Regions from separate parts of the Oryctolagus cuniculus genome. Here region 2 is linked to region 1. The links are chromatin contacts, called in public Hi-C maps. All regions are on one chromosome and are shown on one strand. The core of a region is the stretch at or near the end of the contact, and the rest is flanking DNA. Distances in the headings are between cores, read along the strand shown. Region 1 overlaps ASAP1 (ArfGAP with SH3 domain, ankyrin repeat and PH domain 1). Region 2 has its middle 59 kb from the start of ASAP1.

What was found. Hi-C and Micro-C count contacts between places; a contact is called where the count stands out from the background.
Region 2: a Hi-C map of an unstated tissue shows a contact between it and region 1, with 4 times the contacts expected there. The contact joins two enhancer-like sites. A contact is called at or near these places in 2 of 6 Hi-C or Micro-C datasets (ear pinna and an unstated tissue).

The regions. Positions count from the first base shown.
Region 1 is chr6:155,848,172-155,850,933 of mOryCun1.1, forward strand. All of the region lies in intron 5 of ASAP1 (ArfGAP with SH3 domain, ankyrin repeat and PH domain 1), which reads right to left. Among named protein-coding and RNA genes, the nearest start is that of CYRIB, 150 kb to the left of the region's middle. Within about 2 kb of position 1,455, at least 1 of the 8 cell types and tissues checked has an H3K27ac peak or open chromatin away from gene starts, as enhancers often do.
Region 2 is chr6:156,158,889-156,161,588 of mOryCun1.1, forward strand. No RefSeq gene overlaps it. Among named protein-coding and RNA genes, the nearest start is that of ASAP1, 59 kb to the left of the region's middle. Within about 2 kb of position 1,368, at least 2 of the 8 cell types and tissues checked have an H3K27ac peak or open chromatin away from gene starts, as enhancers often do.

The DNA of each region.
Region 1 (2,762 bases), core at 205-2,704:
AGCAGAGGATGGCCCAAGCGCTTGGGCTCCTGCACCTGCATGGGAGGCCTGGAAGAAGCTCCTGGCTCCTGGTTTTGGATCAGCATAGCTCCAGCCTTTGTAGCCATCTGGGGAGTGAACCAGCAGATGGAAGACCTCTGTGTGTGTGTGTGTGTGTGTGTGTGTGTCTATTTTGGTAACTGTCTCTTTCAAATAAATAAAATACATCTTTGAAAAACATTAGAAATTATATATTGAAATATAGTTAGAAATAAATGCTAAAAGGGCAAAACTGAACTGCAATAAAGTTGAACAAAGAGACAGTAAATGAAATGGATCACTCAATCCAGCAAAACATCTAGATCACATTTCTCAAAGTGGTTTCACGGAAAGTTAATGTTTCTTATACAACAGGAAAGTCTGTGTTGAAATAAGTTAGAAAGCATTGAATTGGTCAGGCATCTTTATTACAGGATGTCTCCAATAATTTAACAGACCCATGTGTACTGTAAAACCCCCTGGGAAATATGCAGTGCTTCTCAACCCAAAACTCTTATCAAAGAGCAAGGCATGGGATTACAGTTTCAGTCTCACACTTCGATACCCTTGTTCCCAGGCAGGAAAGAACCAGACCCATAGGACATGACAACTGTTGTGCAGGGTGTTCACAGATGAAAGAACCGAAGTGGCTTGTACAATCTATGTTCCTGGCACTGGCTGACGTCAGAGCAGAAGTAGGCGCCCCAGCTGGGCTGCAGGACTTCCCAACCGTCTGGGTCTGGAAGGGGTCACTTGGCCTTAAGGGCCCCAGCACGTGGAGGTGAGCAGAGACTCAGAGGCAACGTGATACTGAAGAATGTCAAAACGATTCAAGACCTAATATTTTGTATGAAACAGCTAGGCAGAATGGGACAATCTGGATGAAAAATGGTAAATCAAAGACGAGTGGAAGGGGTCAAAGGAGTGGGGGAGGGTTTCCCAGATTCTCTGAGTCAAGGAAAGAGCCTGCAACTGCTTTTCACAACCACCTCCAGATCTGGGCCTAGGGTTCCGTAGGCTTCTGGGAGGAAGAGCACGTGGACAGAGGGCTGTGAATGATGATCTTACAACAGTGTTTGTCTTATGCCTGTAAAACCTTTGCCATTGTTTTATTTGCTGCTCTTTTAATTTAAGCTAACTTAAAAGTAAATTCATAGTATGTCCATAGAAAAATGTCTCTACCTCTCAGGAGGCGTATGTGTTGGTTCTGGTAGCTACTTAACACTCTGTGATCTAGTTCCCTCAGCTGTTAACTAAGGACATGATGGTTATTACCCAGTAGGACTGATGTGAGAAGTAAAGGAGGCCATATATGGATGAGGGAGGAACAGTAATTCTCCCCAAACACTACAATTCCTCTCATAGGTGGAGCCACAACACAGTTCAAACCAATGAACTAAAACCTCTGGGGAAGCTGTGAGAAGTCTTCATGTGACTGTCTGGTCTCTCTCTTGCCCTGCTATGGAAAACCCCACTGAGAAGGAGAAGCCTCCATCTGCTCTGCTTAAGTGTCTGAGCCACTGTTAACAGAAAGAGATGAGGAAGTGAGGAGTTACATGGGCTAACGGGCAGTTAGGTTAGTTAACGGCACTTAGCGTTACCAACGCTAGACAGGATTGTAATCCCCACCTTCTGATTAGCTGTTGTTCTGCTCCTCTCCTGATTGGTTAAATATAGGTTTGGTTTTCAGAAAGGGGCCAATCAGACAGATATTTCATGTTTACAAAGTGCAGACACTGGCAAGCTTCTTTGGCAACTCCTCCCTTGGAGCTCCTCTCCTGACTGCTGCTGCAGGAAGTTCCTCACTTTCAATAAATCTTGCCTTGCTCACCATCCCCGTCTGTGTGGAAATTCTTCTTCTAGGTGAGACAAGAACTGAGGTTGCTGTCATTACTATGTGGAACAGATCTTCTCCCTAATACAAAGAGGAAATAAACCTCGACCATGTAAAGCCACAGAGATTTGAGCATTAATATTTTACTGAAGCACATTCTTGTCTATCCTAACCAGTACAGCATGGAGGTGCCTAAGACAGTGTCTTGAATATATTTAGCACAATATAAACGTAAGCTATTGGGGCTGGCATCGTGGTATAGTAAAGCTGCTGCCTGTGACACTGGCATCCCATATGAGTGCTAGTTCATGTCCTGGCTGCTCCACTTCTGATCCAGCTTCCTGCCTGGGAAGGCAGTGGAAGACAGCCCAAGTGCCTTGGGCCCTTGCTATCCACATGTGAGACCTGGAAGAAGCTCCTGGCTCCTGGTTTCAGCCTGGCCTAGTGCTGGCTGTTGCAGCAACCCAGGGAATGAACCAGGTGGAAGATCTCTGTCTCTTGCCTCTTTCTGTAAATCTTGATTTTCAAATAAATAAATATTTTTTAAAATGCAAACTATTATTACACATATAAGCAATAGTAACCATAAGAATAAAAATAATGGGACAAGCATTTGGTCTACCCATTAAGAGGCTGGTTAAGATGCCTGTGTAGCATATCAAGAGTGTCTGGGTTTCAGTTCTGAACTCTAGCTCCTGAGTCTAACCTCTTGCTGGAGCAGACCCTGTAGGCAGCAGTGATGGCTCCAATAATTGGACTCTGCCATTAAGAGCTACCTGGATTGAGTTTCCAGGTCCCAGCTTCAGGCTGGATTAGCCCCAGCTGTTGGCAGACATTTGGGGAGCAGGCCAGTGGATGGGAGCACTCTTGTCTCTCCCTCTCATATAAAAAACATTTTAAAAATAAAATA
Region 2 (2,700 bases), core at 118-2,617, 310 kb after region 1:
ACCAACGGCAAAGGAAGACCTTTCTCTCTGTCTCTCTCTCTCTCTCACTATCCACTCTGCCTGCCAAAAAAAAAAAAAAAAAAGAGAGAGAGAGAGAGACAAAGGAGTTAAAGTGTGAGTAGAACTGGAGAAATGAGATGGTCTCCAAGACACCCTCCTGAATCAGGTTTTAGGACCACATTCCTGTCTGCAACTCAACACTGGTTAAATGCTTTCCATCTGATGCCCGCTGGGTTAGCCCTTCACCTGCATCCTTGAATTGCTATATCATCCTGATGCTGCGGCTGTTATTCTCACTTTGAGAGAGGGAACGGAGTGAGGCTCTGGGAGGGCTCACATGGAGAAGCTGGGGTTTATAACCATGTAGGCTAAACTCGAAGTTCACGCTCTGTCGCTGTGCTTTTTTTTTTTTTTAAGATTTTTTATTTATTTGACAGGCAGAGTTATAGATAGTGAGAGAGAGACACAACCATCTGATGGTTCACCCCCAAATGGCCGCAATGGCTGGAGCTAAGCCGATCAGAAGCCAGGAGCCAGGTGCCTCTTCCTGGTCTCCTATGCAGGTGCAGGGGCCCAAGCACCTGGGCCATCCTCCACTGCCCTCCTGGGCCACAGCAGAGAGCTGGCCTGGAAGAGGAGCAACCAGGACTAAAATCGGCGCTCATATGGGCTGCCGATGCCGCAGGCGAAGGATTAACCTAGTGCGCCATGGTGCTGGCCCCGCTTTTTTTTTTTTTTTTTTTTAAGTTTTATTTATTTACTTGAAAAGCAGAGTTACAGAGAGGCAGAGAGAGAGAGAGGTTCTTCCATCTACTGGTTCACTCCCCAAGTATCTGTAACGGCTGGAGGTGCGCTAATCCGAAGCCAGGAGCTTCTTCTGGGTCTCCCACACAGGTGCAGGGGCCCAAGGACTTGGGCCATCTTCTACTGCTTTCCTAGGCCATAGCAGAGAGCTGGATCAGAAGTGGAGCAGCCAGGACTTGAACCAGCACCATATGGGATGCCAGCACTGCAGGCGGCGGTTTTACCCGCTGTGCCACAGCGCCAGCCCCTCTGTGCTGTTCTTAAGGCCGAGACAAAGGGGTGGGGCAGCCGGTGTCCTGTTAGAACCCGCCTGGAGTTATGTGGATGGCCGGGGCTACAGTTCCATTCAGTAGGCAGGAGAGCTATCAGCGACAGCCGAGTTCCTGCTGCTAGGAGAGGTGTCCATCAGTGGTGTGTGTTGCAGGGAGGATGAGGCAGGAGTGTGGCACCGCCCACCCACCATTACTCCTCAGAAGAGCTGGGGAAGACAGGGAGCTGTGGGGCTGAAAGCTCGTCCTGCTCTCCAGGGCCAGCGTGGGAAGCGTTGGCAGCAGCTGCTGCTGAGTAGCTGAGCACAGCCCGGGGGTGTAGCATCGAGTGGGGTTGTGGGTGGGGGCTGGGATCGCTCTAAGCAGAAGAGGCAGGGAGGGAGCCCAGTCTTTCTTTCCCAGCTGGACTCACACCACCACCTTTCCGGGAGCTGCCATTGCACTAAGCCTGCTGGAGAGAGGCAGGTGAAAACAAACAAACAAACAAACAAAACAAACAAACAACAACAAAAAAACAAGGGCAGCTGCTCCCCACACTGAAAACAACCCAAGTGCCCATCAGCTGGAACACGAGGAAGAAAAATGCCATCTCTCCTTCCAACGGGATACTATCCAACAATAAAAGCAGATGAACTATTGATATGTGCCATGACCTGGATGAACAGCAAAAATACAGTTCTCAGTGAGGGCTGCTGGAGGCGAAAAGACGACCACTGTGTGCAATTCCTCACGGTCAGACAGCAGATCAGCGGGTGCTTAGGGCTGAGACTGGAAGTGGGAATTAATACCTGGGAAGCCTGCGGTGACGGACCTGGTTAAAAACTGGATTGTGATGGTGGTTGCCCACCTACACATTTCCTGGAAGTCATAGACTAGTGTCGCTCCAGTGGGGGCGTTTTAGGTATGTAAGGCTGTTAAAACAACAAGGGAAACAACGAGGAAGACACAGAGTCAGCTCCTGCCTTCATTCTGTTCTAACACCGATTAGCTGTGTGACCTTGGCAAACTTGCTGAACCTCCTACCCCCCCCCCCCCTGCCCCGTGAGGAAAGATGGAGAGCTGCCCCCTGGTGGTGGGGTTGTTTTGAGGATTTAGATCAGCGATGTCCCGTGCCTTGCTGGCGCACAGTGTGTCCTCAGGGAACAGCAGTGCTGCAGTGATAGGGCACACATCTGTCAAGATCAGGGGTCACTTTAAATGTAGAATTCATGGGAAAAATCCTGTGCTACCAAATCCAGGAGTGAAGTCTCCCTCCCAGCTGGCTCTCACAGGGAAGGTTGGCTTCCTAAATCCCACTTGATATGCAGAATCCCCGCCCCCTCCCTCCCCGCCCCTGCTGTTTTTGCTTCTCCCCCTCCTCCCCCTAACGACTAGCCCGCCCCTTCCCGGGGCAGACACAAGGAACTCATCAGACATTCGAAGGCGAGGATGGCACATTTTTAACAATTGAGTTGTAAAGAAAAAAATAATCGAAATTAAATCCAGCAATTAAGTTCTAATTGCGCAATTACTTCACTTTGTGGCTCGGTGCCAGGGTTGGGAGACCGACTCCCACAAATGGTGTTTTGTGAAAACCAGGGAAAAGGGGAGGTGGGGGGAAAGGAGATGATATCTGGGGACCAGGGCA